2 separate regions of the Zea mays genome follow, and region 1 is linked to region 2. A link is a contact called in public Hi-C data. All regions are on one chromosome and are shown on one strand. Each heading gives the region's core, a stretch centred on a gene start, on an enhancer-like site or on the middle of the called end of the contact. The rest is flanking DNA. Distances are from core to core; before and after follow the strand shown. Region 1 has its middle 210 kb from the start of LOC100382908. Region 2 has its middle 47 kb from the start of LOC100382908.

Evidence for each region. Hi-C and Micro-C count contacts between places; a contact is called where the count stands out from the background.
Region 1: a Hi-C map of leaf shows a contact between it and region 2, with 3 times the contacts expected there. The contact joins two enhancer-like sites. A contact is called at or near these places in 3 of 25 Hi-C or Micro-C datasets (bundle sheath, endosperm and leaf).

The regions. Positions count from the first base shown.
Region 1 is chr10:35,773,152-35,777,062 of Zm-B73-REFERENCE-NAM-5.0, forward strand. No RefSeq gene overlaps it. Among protein-coding and RNA genes, the nearest start is that of LOC100382908, 210 kb to the left of the region's middle. Within about 2 kb of position 2,345, at least 18 of the 20 cell types and tissues checked have an H3K27ac peak or open chromatin away from gene starts, as enhancers often do. A contact at or near this core is called in bundle sheath and leaf, where this site is marked.
Region 2 is chr10:35,606,117-35,609,854 of Zm-B73-REFERENCE-NAM-5.0, forward strand. No RefSeq gene overlaps it. Among protein-coding and RNA genes, the nearest start is that of LOC100382908, 47 kb to the left of the region's middle. Within about 2 kb of position 2,270, at least 18 of the 20 cell types and tissues checked have an H3K27ac peak or open chromatin away from gene starts, as enhancers often do. A contact at or near this core is called in bundle sheath and leaf, where this site is marked.

The DNA.
Region 1 (3,911 bases), core at 1,095-3,594, 170 kb after region 2:
GCGGGAGTAATGATTCCATAGGGGATCTGCAGGTCAGAGTTGAATGTCTAACGATGGAACTGCGCCATGGAAACAGGGAGTGTGCGCGTGATAGCCGCCGCATCGCTGAGTTGTGAGCAAAGGCTGTCCGTTTGCAGCGGGGGATTGTGGAGCGAGATAGGGCTATTGACTAGGCTGTAAATTCAAGATCTATAGCCTGGTATTGTGAGGCGACTGCCTGAGCTCGGGTGGAAGAGCTAAGTGTAGCCTTGGAAAATTTGCAAGTGTATAATAATACTCTGCACGAGGAAGTGCACGTGTTGTATGACCAGTTGCATCCGAATGTGCCACCGGATGTTGTGGCGATAGGAGATGGTGCATCAGGAGCAGCTGACTGAGGACCTTATGGGGAGTTGGATCTCTTTGGAGCCCATCCTTCCATGAACATTACGGATGATCGTTCTCCCGAAGCTAGCAGTGGAGCGGAAGCAACCCATGACGTGGATAACTAGATTAGTGTAGTAGTATGTGGTTTCCTTATGTAATCTAAATAAGGAAAAGTGAGTTGTATAAGTTAAGTATGTATAATTAGAACAAGTTTGGAATAATGTAACAGAGGTTGTGTAATCGTGGCATGTAATAATCAAATATGTTTTCTTCTTCAGATGTCGTCCAGAACTCGTGCTCAGGATGGGGCTGGAACTTCCCGTGGTGGGGAGGAAACTCCGAACCCGCCACCTATACCTCCCACACTGGCAGAGGCTATCGCTGCCTTAATTATTGCCACTGCTGATGACACTCGTTTTCTTCGAGAAATGGCTGGGAATCAAATTTATCAGCAGGGTGGCAGAGGTTAATACCAAGCCCCAGAGACACCACATACCTGGAATTTTCAGAAACTTGTCCACCTCTTTTCATTAAAGTAGAAACAATATATATTATAAAATAATAAAATAAAGAAATAAAAATATATAATAGTGTTGTGAGAATTTTTGAAGACCTTTGAAAATCTATTAGGACTCTCCCAACTCATATTCAAACAATAATACTAGATTAGTTAAGCCACCAATAAATAGATAAAGCAAGGTTGATCTCTTGCTTATAACTTGGGTGAGGCATTTTAACATATTTTAAAATTTGACCTCGATATTTTAAATGAAAAGCATAAATAATAATAGAAAATGAGAAAGAAAGTTTTAAGAAATGCCATTTATTGCTGCCATATATACCTAATAGGAAAAAGAATAAATAATAATATTGTATACAACAGAGTTTATATTAACACTAGGATTTATTTGGATATTTGTAAACCTGGGAGTTCAAAACATGAGTTGAATGTGAATTGAATTTAAAGTTAGAAATCAGAAAACATGAAAAGAAAATAGAAAAGAATAAGCTGGCGCTTGGCCGGGTCTCCTTCCTAGTGGCCGACCCACTTAACCTATTTACCTCGGCCACTCATCTCCTTCCCCGCATTAGTCACTTGGGCTGAATCCCTCGCCCACGGGCCCATTACCATTTTCCCCAGTCCACTACTTCTCTCCTCCAGTTTGGCTGACGGTTGGGTCCCACCCGCCAGAAGCTCCTTCCCCAAACCCACTGTGGCGGACTCTGCTCAATTCGCACGCAGGCACCAGGGCGGGGAATGTTGCACGCCTAGAATGAGAGGGTGTCGCTACCGTGATTTCCTTCAGCGTGGAAACCGGGATCGGCATCATTTGGATAACAAACTTTCCCTCTCTCCACGAAATCTCATCCTGTGTGCTTCTCAACGGCCGAATCGGATCCAATCCTAACAGACTCATGTGGTTGTTGGGGATTTGGCATCCGCGACATATAAAGGTGAACCTTGGACTCCTCCTCGACCATAGCTCTCTGGTAGGATCTCCCCCAAACCTCTGTGTGCCTGGGCGTGCTTATCGAACGGTGATTGGAGCACCAACGTGTACGCTCCGCCATGCACCAGCCCGTTCGCGAAGACAACCTTATCGGCCCCTTCATCTCTAGTAAGGAAACACACGCGCGAATCACCCTACCCTCTGTTGCGCGTAGCATCGATCATCCGAGTGTTGGGAGTCTCGGACCACTGGGCGGGTCATCGTCGGGGTAGGCCCCGCCGCCCAGCTCTGTTGCGCCGCCGCTCTGGTGAACGTCGGGATGGGAAGATGACACTGGTGTACCATTGGATCGGTCTCGAGCGGACGATATTAGAGTTTAGTGCCGCTTGGTCGGATGCGTTTTGAGCCATCAATCTCAAGATAAACGATCACAAATGGATTCAGTTGTGAAAGGTTTGGAACCATTAGATTGCCAATGGACGTGCGAGATCACATGTTGGATAACCCTTCAACCTTTTAATCTGGGCGGTCGGGTTTAGATCCGACGGTTGAGATGTGCCCGTACCCCTTCGGTTGGGGCAAATTCATTAAGAGACCCTATAGTTCTCTATAATCAACTTGTGGTCCCACCTAGTCTTAGAACTATCGCAACTAGGTCCAGAAATTTGCGTGCGACCCCTCGAGATTCTGGAGATTTGTGGCCGCAACCCAAAAGGTTAATAAAATGGTTAAAATCAATAAGGAAAATGATTCTTAGTTTAAAAATAATTCATGAAACTGTTTAATTCATATTTAATTCGTTTTAACTCCAAATTAATTCATTCCAGTTGCATTAGACTCAAATTAATATTGTTTATCATCCAGTAACTTTATTTTGTTATGAAATTGGGATTAAAATTTATGCACTTGGTTCATTTTAATCCAACACTTAAAACTTCGAAAATCCATAACTTCTTCGTTTTAATTCCGATTTGGTCCGTTCAAGTCGCGCTAACTTCATATGAATATTTACTATGCACTAACAACATCATTTATACCATATCGCATAATTTTACAGTTAGATATTTGCTTAACCTATGTCTACTAGATTAACTCTTCTAATCAAAGCTAACATGTCCATATATATAAATTTGGTTAAAATATGATCTCTAGTCATGTTATAATTAAGATTAAAGTTGAATTAATTATTTCTTTAGATTATCTTTATAAAATCAAAACAAGACCTAGTTTTAATCACTTACACACATGGGTCTCGAACCCACAATCTCATAGAATATTCTCATGCAGTTTGTTCTTATGTTTGGCGTGATGTTATTTTGCTAATACCCTGTTTGTTTGTATTGCTATGACTAGCGCGAGGTTGCGAGTCACCTGAAGAGCAAGTTGGTACCTGGAATCTCAAGTCCCAGGCAAGTTGTGCCCTTGATCACTTCTTTTTACCCAATCATGTTCTCATTAATCATAATGATCTGCATAGGTTAATTTTGATGGGATCCAATAGGTCACCCTAGTTTGGCTATCTTTATACCTTGTTTACCACTAAATTTTTTGGGTAGTACATGTTATTGCTTTATGTGGTTTTGGATATGGAGATACACATTATTCATGATTCTACTTTTATTATCAGTTTGTTATTTACTATTCATGATAAGATCATTATGTTAATTGGAACATGGAGAACCACCCGAAAAAACAGTGCTACCATAAGGGTGGTATGGGACGTCCTTGGCTGACTAATTAGGAAAGCTAGTGGAGGACTACCTTACCCAAAAGGGGCAATGGCAGTAGGGGAGTGGTCATTGTGGGGATGCCCTTGGGTTGATTTTGCTGAGATGGCGGTCACGCGAGGGGTCCCTGCATTGGAGCTTCATAGAAACTGTACCGGGTTTTCTGAAGCTAGTGGAAGTTTGTAAAGGCCTCGTAGTGTTACCCTGCCTCGCTTCCTTGGTAGAGGTGTATGGGAGTCGCAATCCCTTAGCAGATGGGTAACATGACTTGTGGGTAAATATGTGCAACCACTACAGAGTGTAAAACTGGTATACTAGCCGTGCTCACGGTCATGAGCAGCTCGGACAATCACATGATTAATTTATG
Region 2 (3,738 bases), core at 1,020-3,519:
TGATTAGTATTATGCTACTGCTTTACTTTAATCAATGAACATGATGAGAACATTTATGATACATTGATGATATATTGATTATGATGATGAACTTGTGATACTTTAGGGGGCTCTGCTAAGGGTAGGTGCCGAGTTTCATTCAATTTGGTTTTGTTAGTCACCCAACATAGGGAGGAGTACTGTGTTTGTACGACTGGTGAAACCTAACGGACGACTACACACTAGGGAAATATTTGTAACGGCTACGTAGTGATACCCTGCTAGGCCACCTAGTTAGTGGTCAATGTGGAGTAGCGCTCCTGAGGCAGAAAGGGAATCACGGCTCGTGGGTAAAGTGTGCAATCTCTGCAGAGTGTTAGAAACTGGTATATCAGCCATGCTCGCGGTTATGAGTAGCCTTGGAAACTCCTTTGGTTAGAGTTACTTTGGATACTTTTATAATGATGCTTAATGGTGATGACTATCTTTATGGTATTTGGTATTTTCTCTTGGAGGGAGTGCCATTTGGGTAATAACTGGGGATTATTGATAAAACATGACTTTCTACTAGTAATAAATATCTGATCAAATAAAAGCAACCGCTTTAAGCTTAACTTCACATATAGCTAGTCCACTTTAGCCAAACAAGACATTTGCTGAGTACGTTGACGTGTACTCACCCTTGCTTTAAAACACCAAACCCCCCTAGGTTGTCCCATTGCAACCAGTGTTCAGGAGAAGATGAAGGCAACGTGGAAGACTTCTAGGAGTTTCAGGACTTTGATGAGTTCTAGATTAGTTTAGTGGCAAGTCAGCTGCCTGTGAAGGCCTTATCGTACTACGTTTCGTTTAGCACTTTGATTATGATTATGACTTAAGTTAATGACTCTATGGATGTCTTGGACATCGTGATGTAATAAGTACTTATTTCCGCTATTATTTTGAGCAATGTGTGATGATGTACAATTATGTAATCGCTGTGTACGTGACATTCTAATCCTGGTACGTACATGGTTCACATTCGATTTGCCTTTGAAAACCGGGTGTGACAACTTATAATATTGCTCTAAGTTTAACACTCATCTTGTGAGAGCAATTAAGTGAAGAAGTCCTCTTCCTCACACTCTTCATTCGAACTTGGTTTTGATTGTATTAATCCACTTTAGACCAAGTTTGTTTTTTTAGTTGTTTTTACAAGATCACCTATTCACCCTCTCTGGGTGCTATCACCAACCTCGATACCGAAGAAACAATTTCTTGCATTAAGGATTTCAGCATCTTTTCTGCTCGCTCCCACACCATCCTGTGTGGCCGCATCTCCTTCATTCTCCAGATCAGCGATCACTTCATGATGGTCGTGGCTCTCTCTCCACCACCTCCACGTCCGGCCCAATTCCCATGCCGATGCAAATTTGTTGTGTTTACTCGGTGACGTTTTAACTATGATGACTTATATAAAGTACAGTATAGACGAAATATATGATCTGAACACGATTACTACTTAATCTTTATATTTTTAGCATCTTAACAATCTTAAATAAAAAACTTAAAATTAAAAAGTTATAGACCTCATGGAGGGCAACAATATCGTTAAACAAGAAAAAATATGTTTTTTTCCAAGATAAAGTTGTCTACACGATTAATATACTACTGAAATTTTACAACTTATTTTTGAGCATCTCGATGATCTGATATAAAAAAATTAGGACTAGAAAGTTATAGATCGTAATGAGAGTTATGATTTTTATATAAAGATTATATTCATACGATGTCATATAAAAATATATAATTTCCTAGACTAAATCTTGCCACTAATACGTCGTTCTTATCTGTTACCTGTTATGTCCAAAAATATATTTTGAGATTTTAGATATCTGTATGGCCTCTATGGATAATTTCAGCGACCTGAAATGGATTTACTCCAACATATTTTCAGTCAGCTGGTGCGTGTGCGTCCTATGGAGGCGTAACGATGAGATATATTTACGACTTGTTCTTCCGTGAAAAACGTGCGGCAATGGTACGGTGCACGGACCTGCGCTACTGCCACAACGGGACACGTACGTACGGGCAGCCAGCACGGAGCGGAAGACGTGGCAGTTTCGATCACAAAAGTCTGAGTGCGAGTGCATCGTCGTCTTGTGCTTTTTTTTCCCCTCTCACCGCCTTGACCAACCACGCAACACATCCGTACGTCTGCCTGCCACTGAAATTTCAGTACTCCAGCTTGCTATGCTAGCTAGTTGGATTGGATCAGCATCGCACAAGCAGCCGGCAGTCCGGCACGCATGCGTCCTCCGACGTGGCGTCCGCCAGCTGTGCCGCGCCGGATGGCTGAGCTTCCTTTGGTGACTCCCCATCTCTCGGAAAGCGGGTGCGCCGCGCACGGAAGCGGGCGCCACGCGCCGCGTGGATGGCCTTTTACTTTTGCTGGGTTGGCGTCCGCAAACCGCAAGCAGCGCTACATAGCTACTAAATCACTTTACTATTTATCAGTGAACAACCGTTTCTTTAAGTTCACATTCATTTAGCCCCTGTTTGTTTCATGAAATACATTCTAATAATTATAATTTAGACAAACTAATTAAGGACCGGTTTGAAAGCGTTGTAGTTTATAAGAAACTAATTTCTTATCTTGGTTTTTAAAAACTGGTTTCTAAAAGAAATTGTCCGTTGGTGTTTAGATGCCAATTTCTAGAAACTGGTTTCTAGCTTTTTTTTAATTGAAAAATACCAGTCCACCTCTTCAGTTTTTAAATCATCAGCATATATGAACATACACCACCCAGTTCTTACAGGCTAGTCACACCCTAGTTCACTCGCAGCATCATGAACTAGTACGCGAATGTGGTACTCTGGCTACAAATTATAATGTGGTATGGCTGCAGATTATATACAGATTTTAATTAAAAATGCAGCCACTGAAACCATCCTAGACGACTATTGTACTGGTACACAAATGCAAAAGACAACTGAAAATATTCTCCATCCATGAAGATAGCCGAGAACAAGAAAGAAAACGCAACTGATAGGGTGAGGGAAACAACGGACTTAAAAGTTGCCCAGACATGCTGATGACTTGATGCCAAGTGAAATTGACACTCTTGAATATTCACTAGCTATAGAAGCTAAGCCATGTGATGTACATCTAATAGGATCATTTCAGGCCATTTAGATGTGTGATTCCTTGTTCCTCTTTCAGAGATACTTCTCTCAAGTCAATTGACATCGTAAATTTCCAAAGATAAAATGCTGCGGGCCTGCATCAGGGATATTCACTATGTTCAGTTTAAATTCGACACAAAGATATCAAACTATGTTCCAGCGTGCCCATTGGTTTTACACACTTACAATTTCCTGGTCGTGCCTTATTTTAGACCAGACATCGTCCCTGATTGGATTGTATCTATTGAGGTTTGGCCAACGGTTCATCATCTTACTAGTAAATATCGCGCGCGAGCGCGCATAAGAAAACAGACAGTATAAATGATAATACTATTATAAGGTATTTGATATTGTGCTTTATTATCTTGTATTGAGACCCACTCGTAATTATTTTTCTTCATGAGCTTGCGGCAAATCTCACGCACTCATTCCCTAAAATCCTTACAATTTCCTTCCCTTAATTCCCCCACATTCAATTTTCTAATCTCACAACTTCCTTCCTCAGTAGAAGCAAAGTGAAAAAGGAAACCATAGGCTGGCAGCTGCACCTCCATTAGTCCATCCCCACTTCCATGTTTGAGGCGGAGAGGAGCC